Linked DNA regions of Mus musculus: regions 1, 2, 4, 5 and 6 are each linked to region 3. Evidence: chromatin contacts called from public Hi-C and promoter capture Hi-C data. All regions are on one chromosome and are shown on one strand. Each heading gives the region's core, a stretch centred on a gene start, on an enhancer-like site or on the middle of the called end of the contact. The rest is flanking DNA. Distances are from core to core; before and after follow the strand shown. Region 1 holds the start of Mmp13 (matrix metallopeptidase 13). Region 2 holds the start of Yap1 (yes-associated protein 1). Region 3 overlaps Gm31751 (a long non-coding RNA gene). Region 4 holds the start of Dcun1d5 (DCN1, defective in cullin neddylation 1, domain containing 5 (S. cerevisiae)). Region 5 has its middle 5.1 kb from the start of Gm31639. Region 6 holds the start of Cfap300 (cilia and flagella associated protein 300).

Region 1 (4,285 bases), core at 667-3,166, 320 kb before region 3:
TATGTTGTAATGATCCAACATGGTGCTTCACAATATAATCATGGTCTTTAGGAAGCTGAAAGGAGAACTGTGTACTCTATCCACTGTATATCAAATAAATCAATCTGAAGGATGTGTGGCACAATGGTTTGAGTGACTTCAAGGTCCTGGGATACATAGGGAGTTCTAAGCTTCCTGGACTACAGTTTAAGGCCCTATACATTGGGCCCTGATATGAGCCCTATGCACAGTATCTGCTTTTGTTTTTGTAGGAATTAAATGAGATAATGCCTTTTAAACCTGACTGGGAGTGATGGCTCAAAACACAGTCCTAATTTTACCCATAGTCCCTAGTCCTAACCATTGGAGTGGCTGCATTCCAACAGAGCCCAGATACAGGTGCTTGGACATGTAGGAAATTCACACAGGTCTCCACAGCCATCTAAAGGTTATGCCAGGATGTTAAAATTCCAGCTTAGGACTCTGCCACATCACCTCCAATAAGATCTGTGTGACAAGTTCCACAAACTGAGGCGATTGACCTCAAAAGGGGGAGGCCTCTTGGAACTGGTTGTGGAACTCTTTGCCAGAGAAAAATGATTGAGCTGTAGTTCTCATGGCAATCTATCTGTTTTGCTTTCTCTTATTCCTTTTCTTATTTACATGTTCCTGGTAGCCTAGGCCAAGATCTTAATTGAGAATAATGGGTAAGAAACCACTCCTAGAGATGGGGCCACTAAGATGACCTTATCCCCAGGGAAACCAACGCTTTACTTTCCAAATCATTTACAAAACTATTATGATAAAAATTTTCCCAACAATAAAATTTCATATGACTACACATGTGTCATTGGAGGTAGATTTTGAGATATGGTAAAGAAAGCCTTAATTAGAAAGAATTAAAATAGTTCAAATTTATACATTGAAGATTACAAAAAGACAGGCACTAGATGTTAAATAATAATTGACCATGGGGCTAGAAAGTTAGTTCAGCCCATTAAAGATCTATTAACCTGCTCCTGGAAATATACCACTAGCCTTGGACGACAGCTCCCACTGAATACATTCTTTTAGAATTGTTATATTTTGATGATTTATAATGATGTTACCAGTTCTGTTTGTGATTCACTGAATACATAGTTTCAGAGTTGTAATGCTTGGATGATTTTTGTGCTTTACTGTGTCAGATGACTTTTGTTGGTATTTGTGATTGTTTCACTGGATACAGTTTCTAAGAAATGTAATGTTCAGTTTTTAATGTATAAAACCCCCTGCTTGAGAGCTGCAGAATACACTCAGATTCAAACTGCCTCTGTGTTTGTTTCTGTTTGTCACCACTGAATCCTTACCCACCTCGCTTCAAGGACCCTCATTCCAGGGACCCCCATACCCGACTGCGGTGGTCTGTGGCAGGACTCAATCATCTACAGTGTCTTAAAGACCTCAAGCTTGGTTCTTATACATTTCTGAGGCCTTCAAGGAAATACAGCAAGGATTCTCACTGTTGCTGCTCAAGACAGAATAGAGTTGAGAACTCATCAACCTATAACCATTTTGTGGACAGAACTTTGTCTTTCCTTACAGGAACAAACATTTTACTTTGCTATTATTATTACCTGAAAAACTCAGAGTAGCTGTTTTCCCTACAAAAGGAAGACAACATTTTTGTCCAGTGAAGTGAAAAATATACTAGCTGCTGCTTCTCCCCACTATATCCATGAAAATGCTGAGGCTGTTTATTTTGCCAGATGAGTTTTGATATTCCCCCACTGAAAGTAGAGATGCCTTCATTTTCCATTTCCCTCAGATTCTGCCACAAACCACACTTAGGAAGAAAAAAAAATACCATGTAAGCATGTTTACCTTCGCCTCACTAGGAAGTTAACACACACCCCAAAGTGGTGACTCATCACTATCATGCTATAAAATAGAAGATGCTTGCCCTGGGAAGGAGAGACTCCAGGCACTGCTGGGCACCATGCATTCAGCTATCCTGGCCACCTTCTTCTTGTTGAGCTGGACTCCCTGTTGGTCCCTGCCCCTTCCCTATGGTGATGATGATGATGATGACCTGTCTGAGGAAGACCTTGTGTTTGCAGAGGTACTGTATTCTGCCAAGGATGGCACTGTAGTGCATTTCTCAAATCCCTATTCTCTTAAAAGCTGGTTATTTTGGTCTCTTTTCTAGCACTACTTGAAATCATACTACCATCCTGCGACTCTTGCGGGAATCCTGAAGAAGTCTACAGTGACCTCCACAGTTGACAGGCTCCGAGAAATGCAATCTTTCTTTGGCTTAGAGGTGACTGGCAAACTTGATGATCCCACCTTAGACATCATGAGAAAACCAAGATGTGGAGTGCCTGATGTGGGTGAATACAATGTTTTCCCTAGAACACTCAAATGGTCCCAAACGAACTTAACTTACAGGTAAAGCAGAGGCTCTGTCCCTCACATATGTTACTTTTTTCTTCTACGTGTCTGACGTTAAGTAGGCCTGGAGTAGTTAATTGGAGGTTCGGTTCAGAATTAGCTTTAATACAAGGTTAAGAAGCACAGAAGTAACTTATATTTAATATCTGATTGCATTTTTCTGCAAAATTAAAAAGTTTATATTACACGTATTTCTAAATGAGTTCTGTAAGTCAACATAAAAAACTAATAAATTAGTAAGACCTATTATCTCAATGCTAGCCCCAACATTATTTTTGGTGAGTGTCTCAAGATATTTCTTGTAGAAATGAAACCACAAGTCAGGGAAGAAATTTAAAAAATTTTTGCTGTATTTATGATGATGTTCCTGAAGATGGAGGGTTCCACTCTTTCCTCAGACCCTACAGTGCCAGATTTTAGCTGCCAACAAATTTATATTTAATATGTTAAATTTAAGGTGCCAAGGTATTTATTTATTTGACAGTGATTAAATATTAGACAGAACTCTTGAATTTAATTCTTTTAAAGCACCTATTATATCTAATGGAAACTTTAAAGCAGCCATTTCAAGTTGAAAAGCAATATTCTAAGAAAGTATATTTGCTTTTTTTGTTCTATGTTGTTTGTTTGTTTAATGTATTTATTTAATGTACAAGTGTTCTGCTGCATATACAGCCACCTGCCTGAAGAGGATATCAGATCTCCCTATAGCCCTATGAATGATTGTGAGCCACCTTGTGATTGCTAGGAAATGAACTCGGGACCTCTGGGAGAGCAGCCAGTGCTCTTAGCCACTGAGCCATCTCACCAGTCCCTAAGAGAGTATGTTTTACAAACAGTTTTAACCTTTCAAAATTTAGCTGACATTTTCTATGTTGAATAGGATTGTGAACTATACTCCTGATATGTCCCATTCTGAAGTGGAGAAGGCCTTCAGAAAAGCCTTCAAGGTCTGGTCTGATGTGACACCACTGAATTTCACCAGAATCTATGATGGCACTGCTGACATCATGATATCTTTTGGGACTAAAGGTAAGGGTGTGGAGTTATTTAGACACATGCTCATACACTAATCCTTCCTTGCTTTCATTTTTTTTTATTCCTTTCACCAGTCATTTACCAATTTCAAAGCATTTGAAAAAGCTGCCAAGTCAGGCACAGTATATATAATGGGACTCTAACTCTTGCTGTCTGCATAGAACATGGTGACTTCTACCCATTTGATGGACCTTCTGGTCTTCTGGCACACGCTTTTCCTCCTGGACCAAACTATGGTGGGGATGCCCATTTTGATGATGATGAAACCTGGACAAGCAGTTCCAAAGGTAATCTTCCTTGTAAAGACTTAGCTCATGTTACTGGATATAGTCTCACTGACACAGTTAGAAAGCATACAAGCAAATCGTGTTTAGCATTTGATTATGCTTTCTAAAATAACAAAAGTATATTTTGTGCTAATTGGTGCCACACCAAACTTTTTTTGTACAAATCATTAAATATGAATAAATTATATGATATTTCTTGCTATGACCTCAAGAATATTCTTTTTGAAATGGGGTCAAACATCTTCTCTTTTAGGCATGGTTCTGTTTCTTTCTTTGGTTTATAGTTTTGCTGTTTAAAGAAATATAGTTTTTTATAAATCTATCTCTAAAAACTATCATGGCTGGTGCTATGGTCCACAACTATATTGGATGTTATTTGAAATAGACTTTTTTTTTTTGGCTGAAATATTAATGGCATAGGCTAGTTAAACTTCTATACCTCATTAGGCACGTTACTTGTCTCAGACTTTCCTACAGCATTCATTCATTCATTCATTCATTTATTTATTTACTTACTTACTTTTTTTTTGGTTTTTGGTTTTTGTTTT
Region 2 (4,613 bases), core at 1,641-4,140, 410 kb after region 3:
GCCTATCAGGAATAGCAAAATGAAAATTAACAATAGAGACAACAGCACCTACCCCTAACTTCCAAACAGTATGTCACGGCAACCAAATATCTAAGTATCAAATGTAAACTTTAATGTTTAATTTCTTACACAACAGGAACACACCAGACCAAATAGACCATTACAAAAATTTAATAGGCATTATAAATGTTATTTTACTGATGAACAGTCCATCTGGATGAATGTCTACCTCCTAGACAGTGTGAAAACAACAAATACTAGGCATAATAACTTTATTTAGTGGTAAAGAATAATGCTCATCCTACATAACTCAAAATAATCAGTACTTTTCTAAGCAGTGTGGTTACTTTTCCAGGTTCTAGAACAAAACCTGGGGAACGACTGGGCACTTTTTTCTTTGTTGTAAATGTCTAATGTTCCCCCATCTTTCACTTTTTTGACTGTAAACAAATGTGATAAGTCAGCCATTATAAATTATACAACATTTAATAAATTCAAACTCTCAGAACTGCACCAATGCTAAAAGCTCCTCAATGAAGAGAATAATAGGCTAGCCCTTTTTGTGCCTAGAGAAAGACTTTTTCAATTCAATTATAATTTGTGGATTCACACACTTATAATAGCTGGGTGAGGGACAAAAGAAAAATCTGCAAAGACCCCAATGATTCAAATTTGGGTCCAATCAGACCAGTGTTAAGACAGGGGTCAGGAATAAACTTGTGTGTAAATGAGCTTTTCCAAGCGAGAGGATATAGGGCTAGAAGACTTCTCAGGCAGGGGCCTGTGGATGATTATTTACTAACTCTGATACATACCATTCACAGTCCAATCCTTTTATTGGAATTAGGGTTTCTCAAAACGTTTTTCTAGATTTATGTTGATAAGGAAACTGAAAAGACCCAGCAGTCATTTAAAGCCCCATAGGAAAACCCCGTTTTTGAGTTTCCAGATAGATTGAATTTTAGGAAACCATTAGCGCACAGAAAAGGTAAATTTATTGACGAACAGCTCTCTTAAAACGCTTAGAGAGAATGCAAATGTACCCACGAACGGCCCAGTGGAAGCCAGTATTACAAGTACACTTTCCCGGGTTCATTCCTTCTGACTTCTAAGTGCTACAAAATGGAGCGTTCAATCTGTGTATTCCTTCAAAGTTGCCCCAGCGGTTTCTCGATTGCATGTCACATACGTTTAGTTCAGCGAGTACAGAAACTCACTTGTGGGGGAGGGAGCAAATAGTATCTAGGTCTACTGTTGTTACAAATTAAGAGTTTATTTAGCCGAGCAGCTAGATAACTTTTCCTTCCTTCTTAAGAGGCTTTTTGTAGGGAGGTTAATCGAGATTTTCGAAGCTTCAAAAACCCCGTTCTACAACAAGCCTGCCTAGGAGGGGGGGCTGGAGTGGGGGCGGCAACTCTTCTTTCCACTCAAGTTACAGCCCGAGTGGGCTAACGACATGGCAGTGTTTGGAAAACCAATTAAGTTTTGGGCAAAGTTCCTGTGCTGCTTTAGCCTAAAGCAAGTTCTTTAAAAATTAAGTAATTAAAAGCGGGGGGAGCGACACTAAAGAAATCTACCAGGACCTATCGGAATGTTAATACTTTGAAACGGTTTCACTTCTGTGCTGGATCCAGTTGGGAAAATAACCAGGCGTCGTGGATACGGATAAGCAGCCATGTTCACATCCGCAGTCAGTTAAAGAGCAATGGCGAGCTTGGAATTAGTCATTGCTTCCCAAACATTACCTTTAATCACAGTTGAGCCGGGCAGAACTCGGCCTATGAGTCAACCTGCAACGCGCTATCAAAGGCCGGCGCAGAAACCTCTGCACCGTGAGCGCAGCCGAGCTCCTGCGCAACACACAGACGTGGCTCATTTAAAAGCTTTCGGGCCGAACAGTAAATAATAGGTTACGATTTAGGAAAAGGACACGTGAGCCCACCGAGTGTGAAAGGATCCCGCCCGCGCGAGTTCCAGGGCACGGCGGAGGCGAGTGGGGGGTCGAGGGAGCTTCGCTCGGGCTGGGGAGCCCGAACCCTGCATCCGGAGAGCGCCTGGGCCGCGAGAACAGAAAAGCTTTCGGGAGAGGGAGGGGGAGGGGACCGGGAGAAGGAACCAGAAACTCAATGGACCAGTTCAACCCCCACCCCTCACCGGCACGCGAAAACAAGAGGGCAGTTAACACAGCTCCACCGGAGACTGCAGTGGCGCGGGAAGGGGAGATCGGGTACCCCCGGCTGGGGTCCCGCACAAGACGCCGGCCCCCTCCCCCTCCTCCCCTCCCCCTCGTCAGAGCGAAGGTGCGGAGCGGAGGCGCGCGCATTGTGCACCCCCCCTGCGGCCAACTCCGCGAAAACAACCCCCAGCACCGCACCCCCACGCGGCCCCGCGCCCCCGGGATACCCTTACCTGTCGCGAGTGGGACTTGGGCTCAGGCGGCTTGAAGAAGGAGTCGGGCAGCTTGCGAAGCCGCATGGGCACGGTCTGAGGCACGTTGGCCGTCTTGGGGTTCATGACGGCATTGAAGAGCGCCTCCAAGTCGGTCTCCGAGTCCCCGCGGACGTGCACGACCTGGTGGCCGGCCGGGGGTGCGGGCGGGGCCGCGGGGGTCCCGGCCGGAGACACGGACGGCGGCGCGGGGCCTTGCGGGGCCGGCTGGGGCGGCGGCTGTTGCGCGGGCTCCATGGCTGCGGCCTCGTTCGACGCTCGGGGCACTGCGCTCAGGTTCGGGGGGCTGCGACGCGCGCCCGCATCGCCCTGCACTCCTTGCCCGAGGCCGCCTCCCCTCTCCTCCCCTCCCCTCCGCGAGCTCCTTCCTTCCTCCCTTTCTTTGCCCCCGGCCGCGGCGGCGTCCCAACTGAGACAGAAACTTTGGCTCCAGACGCCCAAACTAAAAAGTTGCGAGGAGCGCCCGCCCGCGCGCCTCGCGGGCTCCGCCTCCTCGACGCTCTTCCTTCCTCTGCGCGCCCGCCCGCACCGAATCCGCGGCCCGCGGCCCCCGGGGAAACTTTCCCTGCGCGTCGCTACATTCCTGCAGACTCCCGGCCGCACGTGACCCGGGGGCGACCGCGCTGCGTGCGCACCCACCGGCCGGCCCCGAGCCGCTCGGCTGCGGGCGCAGATCCTGCCGGACCCGCGCGCAACGCCAAGGCCGCGAGGAATCGGGACAACCGGCTTGGTAGGGTGGATGCAAAGGCCACACTGTTCACCCGCACTAAGGTTAATCCGGTCCGCGTTTTAACATTGATTCCATTTACCACCAAGTTTGAAGAAGAAACAACAAAACACTTGAGGGCGGGTGCAAATGATTTCAAAGTGAAGCTTGGAAACCAGGAGTTGCACTGGGAGTACCTTACAAAAGGAAACAGTATTACTTTTTAAATTTTGTTTTAAACAGGCTTTACTCTGTAGTCAAGGATATCCTCCAACTCTTTGTGCCACAGCTTCCACAGACAGCTAGGATTCCAAGCCAGGGCCTCTGCTAGCCCGGTTTTTGTAGGTTCATAGGTTCGTCCTTTTTCTTTTCTTTTTTCTTTTTTTTCTTTTCTTTCTTCCTTCCTTCCGCTCCCCCTTTCTCCCTCTCCTTCCTTTTTCTTCCTTTTTGTGTTTCTAATTATGTACAAGTGAGCACAGGTGAAGGTCAGAGGACCATTTGTGGGATCTGTTTTCTTCTTGGTTGTGGGTCCCAGAAATCGAGCTCAGGTACCCTGAACCATCCATCTCATGTTGACTACCCTATTTTGCTGTTTTGAGTCAGGTTCCTATGTAGCTAAGGCTTTCCTCCAATTCACTACATAACTGAGGCTAGCTTAAAATTTCTGCTCCCCCTACCTCAGCCTATAAAGGGCTCAAATAACAAATGTGGGGCACCTTGCTCAGCAAACTTTTTTTTTTTTTAAGTGAAAAGTCAATTTTTTAACACCAAAACTTGACATTTCTTTGGGAACTTCAACTCAAAACATAAGTCACTGTTTAACCTCATGGAGCATTGTGGGTTTTCCTCTTGTGTTTAGTACAAGGGTAAACAATGCAGGGTAGACTAAGAAATGAACCTCAATGGAGATTACCTTAGCCCCTGATTCTCTGTGTGTCAGTCTTTTATCTATCAGGAGCCTATCTGGAATCACTCCAAAAATGATAAAAATCTGTTCGTGTTTTTTAAGTTAATTATTTTGTATTGGGTGTTTTGCCTGAGTTTATGTCTTTGCCTTGGTTCCACAGAGGTCCAAAAGATGGTATTAGATTCCATGGAATTGGAGTACAACTGGTTGTGAACAGCCACGTGGGTACAGGGATTCGAACCTGAGCCTTCTTAGGAACCAGTACTTTTAGTGACCGGCCCTCTCCTCAGCCCCTTGTTGAAGTCATGAGCTACAAAACAAGAACTGGTTTTAATGAGGTATAACTGACATAACTATATAGTCTTCCACTTAAGCAGTTTGGTGCTTTTTGAGTGTATTCCCAGAGTTGTGCAACACTGACTTTAAACACACAAATTTCTTCTCCAGAAATCTGGTTTCTTGTTCTAATGATTTTGTCTGCAGTGTGAGTGAAACGGGTATAAATAGGATTAAGCAAAGAAAGGACCCTTGAGCAAAAAGATAATCTCTTCC
Region 3 (4,471 bases), core at 1,206-3,705:
ATAAGAATATACTGTGTGAAAAACTATATTCTCAGAGAATGAATTTTAAGTATAAATAAAAAATAGACTTGGGGCTGGAGAAGCTAAGTGCCTAGGAGCATCTGCCGCTCTGCCAGCTCTCCCATTGGCTGAGGAGCTACCTTCCTTGAATTCCCCAGCTCTGCGTCTCTACCTAGATTTGGGGTCTGGGGGATCAAACTCACAGCAAGTACTTTACTAACTGCTCTCCCCAGGCATGTAGTTATTGCTTTAAAAGCAAGATATGGTGCTTAGAGGACCTATTTTTCTCACTTAAAGCCAAAGATGATGTTAGAATCCAAATCTTGTGTCATCTATTTTCATCTACAGTCTTCTGGAACATGAAGGCTCTCCCAGCCTGTACTGCACTCACCACCTTCCTAGGAATAACAAGAGCCCTCCACTCACCAAGCTACTTTCTACCAAAAAAAAAAAAAAAAAAAAAAAAAAAAAAAAAAAAAAAAAGTGATTTCCTGCTCACTTGCAGCAAAACCTAGCAGGCTCCATTGCAATGAGTTTCCTGGCTTTTTTGCAATGTGTTTCACGGTGTTCTAATTTCATTATTGTTGTGGTTTCTTTTCTCAATGTGTGTAAAGAAAGAGAAGCACACTGCATTTCCCATTAAGCAATTCTGTAACACTACAAAGGACAAGCAGTGATAACTCAGATGATGCTGACTCTGACACCAAGGTCCCCTCATGAAGACATTCCTGCAGAAGGCAATCAACAAAGAGGTTCCGGAGAACCCATGAGCTAGCTGCGGAACTCAGCTCTCCTGCCATGACAAACCATTGTTCCCTTACAGTCAATACAGCTATGCTTGCCCACATTCACAGAGCCTCACAAGACTAAACCCATAGTTAGCTTTCCTTGTAGAAGTAGATGGGGAGGGTCTCTACAACCCAGCCCTAGCTGCACATGACATGGAGTATACAAAACATGGAAAGCTAAGTAGACAGGATCAGGCTCCACTAATACCATTCAAGAGATCTTCTTCACCCATGCTCTGGTAGAATTTCTCAATGATGGGCTTGGGGTCATCCATATGCCTATAAGTAATTCCTCACCCAGGTCCCTATAAGTCTTACTAACTGGTTCATCATGCTGGACATGAATGGAGTTGTTTCTTTACTCCACCAGCTCTCAGCCTGTGAGCGACAGCTGATTTGGGCCCAGCATATCAAATATCTGAATTATGATTCATAACAATGGCAAAATTACAGTTATAAAGTAGCAACAAACTAATTTTATAGTTAGCAGTCACCACATGAGGAACTATATTAAAGGGTCTCCACATTAGGAAGGTTGAGAGCTACTGCTTTAGTCTAACTTTGACTCTGTCTAGGGTGGACAAACATTTCTTCACATCTCAGAAAAAGTAATACAACACTATGGAAGCTTCACGCTCCACTCACGGTAAAGTTGACTGAGAGCAGTGTGCTGCGGGATTTTGAGTAGACCTGAACTATAGGAATATTCAAGTAGATTGTATTTCACTAATTTTTGGCATGTCTGTAATATTGTGTAGTTTTTAACCTTTCAAGAAAAGGAAGAAAACAGACGTGTTCTCCATCCACTCAGTGACAGAGGAGAAAACTAAGCTGCATGTTCACCAATGGCAAGGACGGGGCTCATATTTGCATGCGTTGACTGGGGGGTCATCTTCTTTTGACTACGATTCCTTTCTATACAACAATCTCTGTCTTCAGTTTGTACTTTTGTTGCTGTTGCAGGTTGTTTTAGCCTCCTTTGCATGTGCACGAGCACACACACACAACTTAATGTATGGGATGTGTCTTTGGCTTCTATATAGTCAGTACAGTGTCTGTCCAAGTTAGCTCTGTTGTCAACATGACAAGGTTTAGAGTCATCTGAGCAGAAAGCCTCCATTGAGAATTGGCTTGCAGGCATGTCTGTGAGACACTGCCTTGATTCTTAATTGATGTGGGAGGACCCAGTCCACTGTGGATGGCACCATCCTTAAGAAGGCCATGTATAAGAAAGCTAGCTGAGCTTGTGACTGAGTGAGCTAGAGAGGTAGCCTGCAAGCAGTGTTCCTCCATTGTTTTGCTTCAATCTCCTGCTTTTCTCTGATTCCCTCCATGGTGGACCATGACCTGGAAGTGTAAGCCAAATAAACCCTCCCTCCCCAAGTTGCTTCTGATCAGAGTGTTTATCCCAGCAAGAGAGAGTCCACAACACTGACCAAGACCAAGGAGGCCAGAGGAGTGTATGTAATGAGATGATCACATGTTGGAGCGAAACAAGGAAATAAATCATAGCCTCGCTTGTGCCTTCTGTGCTCCCTGTGTTGGTGCCGATATGCACAAGCCTCTAAGGATTATGAAACCGAAAGCTTGGAGTTGGCACCAGACAGCAGAGCCTGGCTGTGCAGGCTCGGGATGTTTCCTGTGGAAGCTGAAGTCCAGTGCTGCCATCTAGTGATCATGAGCAGAACCAAGACTCTCCCGCCCTGACCTGCAGCTGGTCCATGCCCCACAAGCAGAACCTAGCCTGTGTGCCAACGCCTGTAAGCTGAGGCAAACACAGCTAAACCTGTTGACCCTAGGCTGTGCAGGGGTTGACCTAAGGTGGCCTGGTTCTCTTCTCAATCCACAGTTCAGCTGCTGGTGGCTTTCACCTCACAAAGGTGAACAGGGTGCATCTTTCTCTCCACATTTAAGTGTTTTAAAGCTGAGATTATGAATCACTGATGCAACGAGAATCAACAGAAAGAAATGATCAATTGTTGTACAATTAGGTCAAAATCTTGGGAGGGCAGGGCCTGATAGGTGTGTCTAGCAAGTTCCCAAGCCCCGTGTGCTCCCCGACTCTTTTTCAATAGCCCTCACTTCTGCTCCATTCTGAAATGACTGTTAGTGTAGTGCGTGCATGCGTGTGTGTGTGTGTGTGTGTGTGTGTGTGTGAGAGAGAGAGAGAGAGAGAGAGAGAGAGAGAGAGAGAGAGAGAGAGAGAGTCCAAATTACCTAGAGAGCTTGTTTTAAACAGGCACAGCTATCCCATGGCTAAATTTTCTGATTTAGTCAGTCTTGAATGAATTCCAGAATTTGCATCTCTAATAGGTTTCCAAGTAGAATTATTTGAATCCTGAATTTCCTCTAAAGTTCTCATGCAGTTAAGACTTTCTCCAAAGCTAGATACATCTGTAAGCCCAATACAAAGCTTCTCTCTCCATATGTATGTATGTATGTATGTATGTATGTATGTATGTGTATATATAGAGAAATTATATAATAAATAATTATATTTATTATTTATCTCTCTACATATATATGTATAGGCATATATACTTATGTATATATACATATATATGTGCATATTCTTAAGAGATAGCTTCTAGCAGAAGCAACTTAACATCATTGGGAACATGCCCTTGAAGAGGATATTAGGACCCCAGATTTTCTATCCTCTTCTTCCCCCCTCCCTCACATTTTCTTCCCCAGCTGCCATGATATAAACAGGTTTACAACTGCAGACTCTCTCCTTATTGCATGTCTAAAAGCCACGAACTCCTGCAGCCATGGACTACAACCTCTGGAACTCAAAGCCAGAATATGCCTTACCTCTCTCTTGGTTGAGTTTCTTCCCCCATTGTTATTGCTGCTGCTGCTGCTGCTGCTGCTACTGTTTGGAAACAGAGTCCCCCATGTAGACTTGGCTAGCCCTAAACTTAAAATTTTCCTATCTGTCTTTTGAGTGCTGAGCTTGTAAGCTAGTACCCCGGGTATTTATCGATAAGTTGACATTCTAAAGTATCCATTACAGTGTAGGGCCCTAAGCTATGCATTGTTGGCTTGAAGGTCAGAATTTGCAGACACCATAGTTGGCGCGTTTCCAGCCCATCCATTATGTCCCCTTTGTTCATCTAACTCCATCATGGCTACTGTGGTAAAGCTCTGAGAAGACTGAGAGCAAGGAAATAGGAGGGAGGCCCCCAATCCTTTAACTGTTCTTGGCTCTGACTCTAGGTGGGGAGGCCCCAGTCCTTTGACTGTTCTTAGATCTCATTTCATAAATTTTACTTCAGGATCTAGATGAAGGCATCTAGCTTCCACCCAGGTAGCCGCTCATGCAAGTTCCCTGTTTACGTGCCATATATTTATGAAGTTGAAGCCTGCTTCACAAACAGCACCCGGACCCAACAGACTACAGCACAGTCTTGGCTGGTGGCGAGACTGTGGATCCCGCAGATAAATGAACCCAGAGCAGTGTGAAACATCTTGCCTAAAAAGGTCCATTGGCAACCAAACCCTGAGAGTCTGGATCTGGTTAAAGTTTGTGGACCCTCATTAAACTAATTTGATACATGATTTGGAAAGAGTGTCTATTATGATAGTCCAAGAGCAGTATTGTACCCAGATTGCAAAAACCCCAAAGAGACCATCAGGAACTACAACTCCAATGCAAGAACACGAGAGTCCTTATTCAAGCT
Region 4 (4,509 bases), core at 227-2,726, 410 kb before region 3:
AGCACATCTCTGGGACTATTTTTGGCTACATTAATTCAGATATAACTATTTTAAAAGTTCTGTTTTCCATTTCTTCATTCTACAATCCTTAAACCTAAGAAATATGCAAATCATCAAACTGTCAAATGAATAGACCTGTTTCAGCCTTGTGTGCTTAATCTGTTTATGTTGTGCCACTCTACTAACAGACGGCTAAAATGCATTTTTAAGATTTTTCTTCATAAAGTTGATGAGTACCTTAGGATCTAAACCAGAATACCCTTTTGTTTTAATACTACTTCCTTTCCTTTCCTTCTTGTGACTTAGTCAAAGAAAATTAGACCACATAACAAAGAACTCAGCACCCTCATAGCTTCTCATTATTTACTATATAGAAAATCAAGAACTATCACGAGCAGCAGAAAAAATTAAATCACATAACTAGGTGCTTTTCTGTACACAGACATAATGTCCCTTCCCAAGTCTCACAACCTGAGTTCCACCTCAAGAGTGACAAGATTGATGGAGAAAATGAACTTTCAAGTTGTCATCCCAGCACTGGCACACAAGTGCCCCCACAATAAATACATATATAAAACAAACAAACAAAAAAAAAACCCTTCATCTTTCAGTTGTCTACTTCCTGTAGGGAGTTCTGTTTTAGAGCTTACATTTTATAATTTTCATGTAAAAACAATGTTTCGTGCATTGTTTATAATAGAGTCGAATGGGTTATAGGTTTGAACATTATGTTCACTGTTAAAAAAACATTAACTATATGCACCAAACATTGAAGTGTCCTCTCTCAGGAAACTTGTGAATTCCAGGGCATATTATGTATCCAGGACTCATTACAACAACCGGTTTTTTTCTTTCTCCTTGACTAGATTAGGGTCCCACGATGCAGTCACAGAACCACAGGGATAGAATTTAAAGAAACAGTCTTCTGTCACAGTTGGGTTACAAACATGGACTTCATTCACTAAGAATCTTCTATGAGATAATTTTACCTAGCAAACCTTTCTTATAAGCAGTATTTCCATTAGAAGTGACGTGATTACTGTTTCTTGAGAGCAGCCCATTAGAACAGTTCCCCAAATCCTCTGTAATAAGTCAGTCCGTTTCCCAGTCTCTTATCCAAGAGGAGAGTTCCTCAGAAGTAAAACATGGAGGCGTTGCCTCAGCACAGGAGGAAGCCATAAACTGACCCTGAGCATGAGGGAGAAAAGGACAAGGAGCGCGAGAAGTTGATCTCAGGCCCACCAAGAACACCCGAAAAAACTGGAGCGGTTGCACGTCAGGAGTGGGCACACTCACGCATGGCTCCTCACCAGATTACTTCGCTCGCCAGCTGTGGAGCGTTTATGATTTCTAGAAAGGACTTCCCGCTGGAAACCCGCCAGAAAATCTCCGGAGATTCAGGCTCCACCTGCAGAGACAAAAAATCCCAAAGTAGAGAGACCGCTCCAGGCCCTGCGAGCTTCCTTTCTACGTCACTTCCGGTCCAGAGCCATCCGCTTCCGGGTCAGGCTAAGCCGCCTGCTCTTCGCTGCTACTGTAGGTGCCGCGCTGTCGGCGTTCGCTGCTCCTGGAAAAGCCCGAGCCGCGACACCGCCGGCCTTAGCGCTGCGCTGCCCGGAACCGCCCCTAAAGAGGAGACCCGGGGCGGGGTCGCGCCTCGGGCCTCCGCTGCGGTCCCCGGCAGGCGGGAGCCGGCGCTGCGGGGCCTGCGGCGGAGCGCGATACCCCTCCCCGGCCGCCCTGTCTACCTTGCCGGGGAAGGCGGAAGATGCCAGTGAAGAAGAAGAGAAAAGCTCCCGGAGTGGCAGCGGCGGTCGCGGAAGACGCGGGCCTCAAAAAGTGTAAAATCCCCAGGTACTGCCTGTCCCCACCCCGCTGGCTCTCTCCTTCCCCCGGGGCCGGACAGGCCGCTAGCCGGGAGGAGAGGGGCGAGCCCTCTCAGGCGAGGCGGTCGGTGAGGCGCCCAGTCTCCGCTCCGCGCGGGACCGAACCGCGTGTTCGCCTGTACGTGCTCTCTGTCGTACTTGGACAAGCTCTGAGATTCGTCCCACTTTGTTGTCTGCGTGCCCAGAGGGTAGGAAACAGACGACCGTACGTATGCATTCTCCATCAAATTTCCCAACCGAGAAGTGAGCGCGGATCTGCCAAGATTCACGGCGTCCTTGTGTCACACTAAATCGAGCAGAATTGGCTTGGTCCCCACATTGTTAAATGTCAGAGTGTGAAAAAAGGAGCAGAGCTTGAAGAGTTTTGACAGCTGCCTTGGGAATGATGGAAAGAAAGCCTTTGCTATAATTGGTCTCCCGAGTTAGCATTTAAAGTGGCCTAACCTGGACGATCCCAGCAGGAGGCCTTTTAAATCGCTGGAGCCTAGGCTTCTGGACGCACCAATGCCTCCACTTCACCTGTACCAGTTCCGTACACTTAATTGGAAAAGGCCCTTGTGGTTTTTGTTTTCTGGCATTAAGACGCTGGTAGCTCTCAACCTCCTTTTAGGCGTTAGCAAGCTATTGTGCTCCATGTTCTCTTAGGGGAAAAGAAAACAAAGCAGAACTGTAAGTTAGAGCCCTTTACTCGCTTTGTGGCATATACTCAATCATCACAGATTCATTCCTCAGAAAGTCATTGCGATTTAGCTTTGAGAAGTGGGCTTCTTCCCATACACTTTGAGTTGTTTTTGTATTAATGGTCGACACTTAAAGTGACAAATACTACCATTACAACAAGACAGCCTGGAACAACAATATCAACTAATCAGTACCCCCAGAACCTATGTCTCTAACTGCATAGGTAGCAGAAGATGGCGTAGTTGGCCATCACTGGAAAGAGAGGCCCTTTGGTCTAACAAACTTTATATGCCTTAGTACAGGTAAAGCCAGGGCCAAGAAGTGGGAGTGTGTGGGTTGGGGAGCAGGCCTGGGGGGGGGGGGGTATAGGGGACTTTTGGGATAGCATTTGAAATGTAAATGAAGAAAATATCTAATTAAAAAAAAAAGACAGGCTGCACTAGACAAAGGAGATTTCCCTTTAAGGAGAGATGCAGTGAAGAATGGACTGCTTAAACTATGAAGGTGACTTGCTTCATCCTAATCTTTTTTGTAATTGATTGCTTTGTTCTTCTCCCCTTGTTGTGTTTTAGCAAAAGAGTCTAGGTAATATTTTTTGGGTGATGTATAAAATAGAGTTTTCATTATGCCCTTTGGCATACATTTTTCTTAACTGTATTAGCTCTTGGAGAATCATATCTAAGATATTTAAATTAAGTCAGTTAAAACAGCTGGCTGAGCAGTATCATTTGACTTCAGGTGATTCAGCCTAAATTATAACAGGGATTTTAATCCACATCAGTAGCAGAATGGAAGTAAGGCTTCAGGCCTTCCATAAGGTATGTAACTTAGTGGTAGAGAGCAAGCCCAGCATGAGCAGTCTAGGGAGAGCTGTCTAGCCTAGTCTTGGGTTGAGACTTAGAATGTACTTCTTTATTATCTTGAAATCTAAGGAAATAATTTTAGTTTCTAGTTATGGAATCCTGTAGCAAGCAAAGAAGCATTTAGATTTCATTGGTTAGAAATTCTTACACATAGAGTACAGGTCCTTATTGCTAATACATAGCTCCTTTCCTCATAATGCTAACTTAAAAACCATTTGTCTCATTTACATGGAAGCAATTCTTGTTGAAGCTACTTTATCACTAAGCGTTGAGTCGTAGTAAGTCTTAGGCATTTGTGTGTTTTCTAAGCTATTGCAGATCCCAGCCTCCTGCTAGACTCATCAGTGGAGAGGAAGATTTTTCAAGAAAGAAGTGCCTGGCTTGGTTTTATGAGTATGCAGGTAATGAAATTCATGGAGCAAGATACCAGTCATGCCCATTTAAAAGCTGTGTTTTATTATTGCTGACCTGTTATGTGTACTGGGATTAGTGTCAAGGCTAAAGGCTTAGAATTTAGTGCCATGAACATGTCTGACAACTTTTTTCTCTCTTACCTGCTTTCCTACTTTTATTTTTTTTCTTCTTTTATCATTATTATTCTCAAAAGTATTTGCTTAAAGCTAAAACACGTAGTAATAGTCGTCTTATATTTGTACTAGCCATGTTATAGTTTTAAGTGGTGCCATCTTGTCAAGTTTCAGCTAACTGTACGGAAGGCTAGACTAGGATGTAAAGGGGGCAACAACTTTGCTATTGGGATCAGCAGAGTGATCTTTCTAGATCAGGGGAAATAAATGCTATTACTGGTATCCCAAGACAACCACTAACCCAAATTAAATGTAGAGAATTCTTTTTTTTTTTCTGACCTCTATTTAAAATGTTGACCCATTATTAAAAATGACAGTTTTTCATATACATTATATCGAATCAAGAGGTTTTCATCTTATTTCACTTTATAAATGTTACTAGATACCATAAAGATAGTCATTTTGTATGTGTGTGTGTATATATATATATCTTTTCCCCTTGAATGCTTGATTGTATTAGCTCTTATTAGAACTTCTCTGGATATTTTAAGA
Region 5 (4,268 bases), core at 1,252-3,751, 340 kb before region 3:
GGAAAAGACCATTTCCTGGCTCCTGGGTTTTGTTTTGAAATAAAAAGATAGTGAAACTCTCAGTACAGACATGTAAATATCACACAACTTTCCCCATTTGAAATTATAAAATTTGAGCATCCACTCCTGAGAGGCTCTGCCAGTGCCTGGCGAATACAGAAGTGGATGCTCACAATCATCCATTGGATGGAGCACAGGGTCCCCAATGAAGGAGCTAGAGAAAGTACCCAAGGAGCGGAAGGGGTTTGCAGCGCCATAGGAGGAACAACAATATGAACTAACCAGTACCCCCAGAGCTCCTTGGGACTAAACCATCAATAAAAGAAAACACATGGTGGGACTCATGGCTCCAGCTGCATATGTAGCAGAGGATGGCCTAGTTGGTCATCAATGGGAGGAGAGGCCCTAGGTCCTATGAAGGTTCTATGCCCCAGTATAGGGGAATTCCAGGGCCAGGAATGGGAGTGGGTGGGTTGGAGAGCAGGGGAAGGGGGGAGAGGGAGGGGGAGGGACTAGGGCATTTTTGGAGGGGAAACTAGGAAAGGGTATAATATTTGAAATGTAAACAAAGAAAATATCTAATTTTAAAAAACATTTGACAGAAATAATAACATCAATGCTGTTTGTGTAGACAGGAACTATGGTTTTATTTATGTTCTACCTGCTCTCAAATAGACCTTTTGGAATAATAATACAAGAGAATGTGAAGGAACTGCTATGGAATAGTACTAAGCTATCAAAAGGAATAAGGTACATTTTTATTCAAGGTAAGATAAACTGACAAATTAGGTCTCATATTGTATGATTATATTTAAGAAATGTCCAAAGGAGAGAATTTCATAGAGACACAAAACAGACTGTTAGTTTCCTACAACTGTTGTAGGAATAAAGGATGAGGAGAGAAAGACTATGGATTTATTTATGGGGTAGTGAAATTTTTCTAAAATTGTTCTGTTACCTCTTTTTTGTTATTCTAAAATAATTTAATAGTACAATTAAGTTAGGGGAAACAATCTGTTATAAGTTATACAACTTATATTAATATAATATTATATATATATTATCTCAATAAAACAGACTTAAAACATAAAAAATTATAAAATTTATTACATATGAATACACCTCAATTTTTAAAGGCTGTTTAAAAGTGGTGTTGCATTGCTTCTGTTATCATTGTGTTTGCACACTGTAAACTAAACATCATTCGTTGTGCACAGTTTCAGTCTGAGTGCTCATTTAAAAAGTCTGTAGTGTTTTTTACTCTCTGGAGAAGGGTAGATGACCAGTAGCTTTATAGAAACAAACTGAGAGTGTGCCATGTAAGATAAGAATTGTGGGACCACAAACCTAGGAACTATAAAATCTAAGAGAAAAATCTAGTGATCCTTCCAGCTTTTCAAAGAGTCTATGGTCTTATTGATAAATTGATCTTTTAACAATCAGACATGTATGTATGCATGCCTGTATGCATGTGTGCCATATGTATGCCTGGCACCCATGGAAACAAGAAGTGGGCTTTGAATCTCCTAAAACTGGAATTATGGATGTTTGTAAGCCACCATATGGGTGGCAGAAGTCAAACTAGAGTCCTATGCAAGAGCAAGGAGTACTCCTAACCACTAGGCCATCTCTCCAGGCACATCAGTACATTTTTTTAATGATACATAGCTTGTGATACATTGTTGTAGTGACCCTAGTAAACGAGTATCATTATTTGTGTACAAAATATCACCCATTTCCTGTAAGCTTTTGTACAATCAAGGCAAAACACACTACAGAAGGCATGAATTCAATATGCTAAATCCAAAGTTAAAGGGAATGATACTGTGTGAACTAGACTAGTTCAGCCTTGCTACAACTGAGTCCCAGGTCCCACTGTGCATGTGCTCCTAAAGCTACTCAAGAATGTGTGGGTTTCAATGCAGCTCTATCCCTTTTTTCTGCAGCAGACAATTCATGCAACAATTATAACATTGCTTGATTTTTACTTGGCAAAGTCAGTTCTTCTTTATTCTCAGTAACTTATTTTTTGTTGTTTTTTTGTTTTTGTTTTTTCGAGACAGGGTTTCTCTGTGTAGCCCTGACTGTCCTGGAACTCACTTTGTAGACCAGGCTGGCCTCGAACTCAGAAATCCGCCTGCCTCTGCCTCCCGAGTGCTGGGATTGCCACCATGCCCAGCTTTATTCTCAGTAACTTTTAAGTGCAGTAGTGAACGTGGGCCCCAGTTTATGACCTACTTCTTGTTTATAAGGAGGAATCCAAATGAGCTAAGATATATCAATGTTTGGTTGCTTTTGGATAATTATTAAAATAAGCTCACACACACTGTCAGACACTCCCAAGAACACAGGAAGCAGCTCCCAAGCGTTCTCAAGCCTTCTCTGAGAACTAGGTTCTCCATTACTTCCTTCTGGATGAGCTCATCGGAACAGAGCTGTCTTCATGCGGTCCTGGTTCTGTTTTGCTTTTCTGGAACAGAGCTCACTTTTCTAGTTCTATTTTCCTTCTTAGAGGATCTGAAAAGTGCTGGGATTGCTTTTTCATAGCCAGCTTCCTTGCAGCTCCAGGGCCACTAAAAATATGAACTATAGAAAGGGTTTTAACCCAGTTTTCTCATGACCTAGTGCAAAGGCATTTAAAAAATAATTTCCTGTTAACTAAGTGTGTGAGCTGAGAACAGGTCAGAAAGAGACCAACAGGAAAAGATGATTTGCATACATCCTTACTGGGAAAAAGAAATCCCAACAATGTGAATCTGGAGGGCTGTGGTCTTACTTCCCAAAATGCTGAAGTAGGAACTGGAAAGCCAGAAAACCACTTCTCATGGTCTGTAATTTGGAGGAGGAGAACCAGACTCAGTGTTTGGACACCTTTGTTCAATTATGCAATAAGCACATTTTGTTTTCAGATTTCTGGGAAAACTAGCATTCCTCCAAAATATATTCAAGATGGATTTATCCCCAAAGGTGACTGGATAAAAGCTGAGAACCTTCATCAAGCTTTATCATAAAAACAAATATCACAGTTACTGAAACATAATACATTTTTTGCCACAGAGTTTGAGACAGAGTTTGAGTTGGAATGCCCTGACTCCCTCTACTTCACCCCTTTGTGTAGTGTCACATTTTAGAATGGATTGGCTGAACCAGTGTCCCCAATATTAGGTCTCCAGGTAACTTTGTTTGTTTGTTTGTTTGTTTGTTATGATTTTTTGAGACAAGCTTTTAGTAGCACAAGCTGGCCTCAAACTCACCCTGTACCTCAAGATCTCTTTGAATTCCAGATCTTTCTGCCTCTACATTGAAAGTTTTGTGAGTTGCTACCACATCTGGCTTATCACAAAGCAATTTTTTAAATGCCATAAAGAAAGGCTCTGTCTCACGGTTCTAATGATAATGTGAATATGTGCTTGCCAGAATGAATGCATTCTGTTTGTGCACCTTATGAATGCAGGTGCCTGTGGAGCCAGAAGAGAGGGTCAGGTGCCCTGGAACATGATCCTTGATATGGTGCTTAGAACCATCTCCTTAGTCCCAGAAAGGAATTTGTGAAGTCTAGATAATCCACCAACTCTCATAGTATTTGTGCTGCACAGACTAGAGAGAGTTTGTGGTATTGGGAAACAAGGTAAATTTAAATCCTGGAAGGCCTAAGGGGAACACACTATTCTATTTTCTTCATTCTCTTTTTTAAGTGGGAAACCTGAACAATTCTTTTGCTTTTTGGATATCTAAAACTATTTGAAATTACCAATATTGGTCATATTTGATACACATGAAAATGGTAGTTTCCTATACTTGACCTAGGATGTATGTCACAAAGTACAGACAGTAGCAGAAAGGCAAGCAGGGTCTTCTTGCTGGGTTAAAGAAAGCCCATGGGGTCCTTGGGATACAACGTTCACTAGTGAGATTTACTAGAAGAGGTTCAGTAGAGCAGAGTGGAAGAGCAGAGCTGTGGGCATGTGCCTACTCCAGTGCATCTTTAGGAAAAGGTAATTGAGACCACTCTCAGCTTACAGGGGCTGCACTAACACCAACTCTTCAAACAAAAACTGTTTTGTGAAAAGCTGGAAGAGCAAGATGCTCAACTTCCCAATACAAATTAGAAATCCACCTTGGTGTTTCCTTGACTTTTCTGTTTTTGTGCACCCCTGAGGTGTTGTCTACTGTAGATGTACATCCCTGGAGGATGTGAGTCACATGGTTCTGTTCATTAACCTCTCATATTTGCTATCATAATGGACTGGGCTAGCCCCAGGACAGCA
Region 6 (4,033 bases), core at 1,250-3,749, 450 kb after region 3:
AAATGATTTTGAACAGATCCACTTACCTCCATCCTTCCCAGAGTTGAGATTATAGGTATATGTCACTGTGTCTGGTATGTAGTGCTGAGATGGACCCCACGACCTTATGCATTCTAAACTCATACTGTACCAATTCAGCTGCATCTTTAGCCCAGGAAGAACTTAAAATTAGAAAGAAGTGAATGCTTGGAGTTACAGAAAGAAATCTGGTGAGTTTTATGGATGAATACTGAGTCCACCGAAGAACTCTACTGAGCAACCAAAACGAAGAAGGGAAAGAAAAAGTATACCTTCTGTCACGTTGTATCAGCTGACAGTTCCCTCTGTGCCCAGGACATTTTCTACAGGATCTACACTACTTCGGTATGTGGTGGAGACTGATTTGTTGAAACTGTGTGTGCCTCATAAACTAGGATGAGAGCTCATTTTAACAACTTCCAAGTGGGATATAGAAAGCATTTAACAAGCATTTACTGAATAAACAGGTATATTAAATGTTATATATGGAAACAACAAAAAGTATCAAAGAAAAAAACTGGTTGTGGTGGCAGACACCTTTAGTCCCGGCACTTGGACAGGCAGATCTCTGTGAGTTTGAGGCCACCAGGGCCACACAGTGAAACTGTGTCTCAAAAATAAAAAGAAAAAGAAAATAATGTAGCATTTCAAAATTTTGATCTTAAAAATCAGTGGAGGGTCAGTACTGGTAGATTATCAAAATCTAACCATGCCTAAGACATGCCATTAGTAATAATATGGCATTAAAACCCTACCACAGGTAACAGGAAATGGACTATGAGACCAATTTGCCCTCTGTTATGGCAAACAGATTAGAAAACGTAGCTCAGAATTCATGTCCTTTCTTCAGCATCAAAGTGTGCTCAGAAAGATGGTCATTGTAGATGTTAATGTTATTCTCTTGTAGGTCAGACCTCTGATTCAGTTTGATAGGTGTCTTTAGAAGAGACAGGGTCATGACAAGGGACTAAGGGAAGCTGGCCAGGCTTCACCTGTCCAGGGTCCATGGAAGTGAACCACTCCTATCCAGAGGCAGGGACAATCGATGGATTGTTTTCCTGCTCTCCTTACTCATGGCAGTGGGTAAGAAGACTAATGTTATTTGCTGGCATTTTGGAGAGGGCCCAAGACATTCTTCCAAGGTCTCTATCTCTGGCTATTGAGGAAGCTATATTCCTAGCACACAGTGGGCCTTTAGAAAGTGACAGAGTGAATAGATTACATGTCAGCTATAAAGTCAATGCTCAGAGGAATGGCAAGGAATGACGGTCACTTCACAAAACTGAACACTTTACCTACTGTTGGGTAGGAGGCAACATTTCAAAATGGGGCTCGGTTTTAAGATGCACATAAAAATCTCACACCTTTGAATGAACTTTGCCTTCTTTAAAGAATTCCCTTCTAGCTAAAGGTTTTTTTCAAACAGGCCATTGCTCAAAACCTTTGGGAGGAAATCCTGTTTGGGTACTACTGTTACAGCTTGATGCCCACTTCTCAGGGTGAATTTGATTTTCAGAAACCAAAAGTATTTGGAGTTAAGACTAATAAAGTCCACGTAGTAGTATTTAAAAACAAGATGTGATTGTTAAAAAAAAAAAAGTCCCATTGAATTTTCAGTCAACATCGGTAACACATGCCTGTATTTCTGAACTGGGATTCGGAAGCAGGATGACTGACTGATACGAGTTGAGGCCATCGTGAATTACACAGTGACACTGTCTAAAATAACTACAGACTTGTAAAGTTATCTAAGGCAGAATTCCGAAGGTAGGTAAAAGACATTGGCAAGGTGGTTATGGTGGCACTTGGGTGGCAGGGGCAAGAGGATCCCAGTGAATGCCAGGCTAGTCTGGTCTACAGAATGAGTCGCTCTGTCAAAAAGCCCCCTAAGAAACAAAACAAAAGAAAACCCAACCTGCACTTTTTATTACTCCCAAAGTCTAAGAACATGTCATGGAGTGTTCCCAAGAACATCCAAAAGAGCGCCCCCCCCTCCCCCTTTCCCCAATACCAACCATGACAAAATCATCCTTTTGGTAGGGCTGGAACGTCTGGTCGAAGCTGAACGCCTGCGCCTGGATTCTGCCCAGCATGGACCTAGCAGAGGGGGAAGAGTCAGCGGGCCCTGGCCGGAGTTGAGGGAGCGCAGAGCCGAGTCCCGGAGCACGGACACGAACACGAACAGGGAGAGAACCCCAGGACACGAGCGCGGTGCCACGGCCCCAGCCCACCGACCTGAGCCCGCCGCATGGCCACTTCCGCCCCTCGGCCCTCACCACTGGCGGAGGCGGCTGGTGATCTCCCGGGCGCTCAGCGACGAGAAGGTTCTATGAGGCAGGAATCTGAAGTAGTAGCCGCCTCCATCCCGTGGCTCCCCAGCCGCCATCCTGCTTATGACCAGGGTAAGAAAGCAGTAGTCGTTTCCATAGTGACACAGCGGTAGGACCTGCCACCACGTTCAGGGGGAGGGGCGCCGCTCAGAGGGCGGGGCCTGGGAGAGAAGTGGGCCCCTTGGCTCAGTACGCATGCGCCATGGCATTTTGGGTCCCTGCCTTTACACTGAGGACTCTTAGCCTGGCTGTTAGGAAATGGAAGGAGGTTGCCAGTCTTTGTGTTGACAGGAACTCTTAGTTCTAGACACTGGCCAGTGACCTAATATCAAAACCTACAGTTTCAAACTGACAATTTCCTTTTGCACTAAGCAAAAGTCTAATTAAGTTGGTTTCGTTTGAAAGACAAAGGGACTGCTTAGGAACATAATCTCGTCTGTGGCTCTTTTCCTTTTGAAGTTTACATCTCAGGCAGGTTCCTGCGAGCACTACACCACAACACGCTGCTAATCAGTGTGGGATGTATGCTTACCTGCTGAAAATCTCATTCAGGAGCCAACTTGTTTTTGTTTAGGAGCTGTTTTAGGATTTAGGTGGACGAATTTTTTTACCTCTACTAACTTCATTTCCTTCTGCTTGAACCTTAAGAACCAAAAGGTCAAATAAAAGGGAGCAGGGACAGGGGGAGAAGGGGGAAGCTTCGGAAGAGGGGGACAGAGGGAGAGAGGCTTGTTATCACTGTTACTTTGTGTGCCACGAATATTATTCCACAGTTTATCCTTTTGGGTTATTACAATTTGAAGCTATTAGGAATGCAGTGGTGAACATTCTTATATAGGTTTTTTTTCCCAGTCCTCCCATTCATAAGTTTATGAATTCTTTGTTTATTTTTTGTGTATATGAGTGTTAACCTGTATGCATGTCTATGTACCACAAGGGAGCCTGGTGCTCTCAGAGGCCAGAGGAGAGCATCAGATCCCTAAGGACAGTTGTGAGCTGTCCTGTGGATACTGAGAACCCCTGTCCACTGCAAGAACAGAGAGAGCTCTTAACCGCTGAGCCATGTCTCTAAGCCTCTCATAAGTGTTTTTGTAAAGGAAACAAAATTTTATTGTAAGATTCTTAGGATTTCTATTGCCTCAATGAAGCACTATAGCCAAAAGGTATGTTGGGTAGGAAAGGGCTTATTTGACTTACATTTTCATATCATTGCTCATTGTCAAAGAAGTCAGGAAAGGAACTCACACAGGGTAGGCTGATGGAATCGATGGCTATGGAAGGGGCTGCTTACTGGCTTACTCATCCTGCTTTCTTATAATGCTCAGGACCATCAGCCCAGATGGCGCCACCCACAGTGGACTGGGTCCTCCCCCATCAATCACTAAATAAGAAACTTCCCTGTTATCAGATCTTATGGTGGCATTTTCTTAACTGAGATTTCCTCATCTCAGATGATTTTAGCTTGTGCTAAGTTGACATAAAACTATCCAGCTCCTTGTCACAACCGACTCCTTGTCACAACCGACTCCTTGTCACAATCGACTCCTTGTCACAACTGACTCCTTGTCACAATCGACTCCTTGTCACAACTGACTCCTTGTCACAACTGACTCCTTGTCACAATCGACTCCTTGTCACAATTGACTCCTTGTCACAATCGACTCCTTGTCACAACTGACTCCTTG

The links. Promoter capture Hi-C pulls out the DNA fragments that hold promoters and counts their contacts. Hi-C and Micro-C count contacts between places; a contact is called where the count stands out from the background.
Region 1: a contact with region 3 is called in a Hi-C map of bone marrow-derived macrophages, with 6 times the contacts expected there. The contact joins the promoter of Mmp13 here to the enhancer-like site in region 3. A contact is called at or near these places in 13 of 39 promoter capture datasets (the 3T3-L1 cell line, the C10 cell line, cranial neural crest and 6 more), 1 of 15 datasets of contacts at CTCF or cohesin (large pre-B cells), 2 of 484 Hi-C or Micro-C datasets (both in bone marrow-derived macrophages), 2 of 115 datasets of contacts at active chromatin or transcription factors (large pre-B cells and vascular smooth muscle cells) and 3 of 9 other capture datasets (adipose tissue, liver and macrophages).
Region 2: a Hi-C map of uterus shows a contact between it and region 3, with 4 times the contacts expected there. The contact joins the promoter of Yap1 here to the enhancer-like site in region 3. A contact is called at or near these places in 3 of 39 promoter capture datasets (the 3T3-L1 cell line, hippocampal neurons and liver), 2 of 484 Hi-C or Micro-C datasets (myocytes and uterus), 2 of 115 datasets of contacts at active chromatin or transcription factors (cardiomyocytes and large pre-B cells) and 1 of 9 other capture datasets (liver).
Region 4: a contact with region 3 is called in a promoter capture Hi-C map of hippocampal neurons, with 5 times the contacts expected there. The contact joins the promoter of Dcun1d5 here to the enhancer-like site in region 3. A contact is called at or near these places in 23 of 39 promoter capture datasets (the 3T3-L1 cell line, 3T3-L1-derived adipocytes, the C10 cell line and 14 more), 3 of 484 Hi-C or Micro-C datasets (bone marrow-derived macrophages, cochlea and cortical neurons), 21 of 115 datasets of contacts at active chromatin or transcription factors (the 230-238 cell line, the SCID.adh cell line, astrocytes and 14 more) and 4 of 9 other capture datasets (adipose tissue, liver, macrophages and 1 more).
Region 5: a Hi-C map of bone marrow-derived macrophages shows a contact between it and region 3, with 19 read pairs. The contact joins two enhancer-like sites. A contact is called at or near these places in 3 of 15 datasets of contacts at CTCF or cohesin (CD8 T cells, the NIH/3T3 cell line and large pre-B cells), 1 of 484 Hi-C or Micro-C datasets (bone marrow-derived macrophages) and 3 of 115 datasets of contacts at active chromatin or transcription factors (acute myeloid leukemia, fibro-adipogenic progenitors and microglia).
Region 6: a contact with region 3 is called in a promoter capture Hi-C map of hippocampal neurons, with 2.7 times the contacts expected there. The contact joins the promoter of Cfap300 here to the enhancer-like site in region 3. A contact is called at or near these places in 4 of 39 promoter capture datasets (hematopoietic stem and progenitor cells, hippocampal neurons, liver and 1 more), 1 of 15 datasets of contacts at CTCF or cohesin (large pre-B cells) and 1 of 115 datasets of contacts at active chromatin or transcription factors (large pre-B cells).

The regions. Positions count from the first base shown.
Region 1 is chr9:7,270,598-7,274,882 of GRCm38.p6, forward strand. Mmp13 (matrix metallopeptidase 13) reads left to right here and starts at 1,917. Exons shown (of 10, transcript NM_008607.2): 1 at 1,917-2,080; 2 at 2,168-2,409; 3 at 3,296-3,444; 4 at 3,612-3,737. The coding sequence starts at 1,958. It overlaps Gm31639 (a long non-coding RNA gene), which reads left to right. Exons shown (of 5, transcript XR_379095.2): 5 at 1-911.
Region 2 is chr9:8,001,706-8,006,318 of GRCm38.p6, forward strand. It overlaps Yap1 (yes-associated protein 1), which reads right to left and starts at 2,891. Exons shown (of 9, transcript NM_001171147.1): 1 at 2,410-2,891; 2 at 1-2. The coding sequence starts at 2,685.
Region 3 is chr9:7,593,001-7,597,471 of GRCm38.p6, forward strand. The region is part of intron 2 of Gm31751 (a long non-coding RNA gene); the gene reads right to left. Among named protein-coding and RNA genes, the nearest start is that of Mmp27, 24 kb to the left of the region's middle. Within about 2 kb of position 2,456, at least 123 of the 459 cell types and tissues checked have an H3K27ac peak or open chromatin away from gene starts, as enhancers often do. A contact at or near this core is called in the SCID.adh cell line, adipose tissue, bone marrow-derived macrophages and 9 more, where this site is marked.
Region 4 is chr9:7,183,029-7,187,537 of GRCm38.p6, forward strand. Dcun1d5 (DCN1, defective in cullin neddylation 1, domain containing 5 (S. cerevisiae)) reads left to right here and starts at 1,477. Exons shown (of 8, transcript NM_029775.3): 1 at 1,477-1,854; 2 at 3,740-3,831. The coding sequence starts at 1,769.
Region 5 is chr9:7,248,345-7,252,612 of GRCm38.p6, forward strand. No RefSeq gene overlaps it. Among named protein-coding and RNA genes, the nearest start is that of Gm31639, 5.1 kb to the right of the region's middle. Within about 2 kb of position 2,502, at least 15 of the 459 cell types and tissues checked have an H3K27ac peak or open chromatin away from gene starts, as enhancers often do. A contact at or near this core is called in bone marrow-derived macrophages, where this site is marked.
Region 6 is chr9:8,040,376-8,044,408 of GRCm38.p6, forward strand. It overlaps Cfap300 (cilia and flagella associated protein 300), which reads right to left and starts at 2,500. Exons shown (of 7, transcript NM_199017.3): 1 at 2,295-2,500; 2 at 2,034-2,115. The coding sequence starts at 2,404.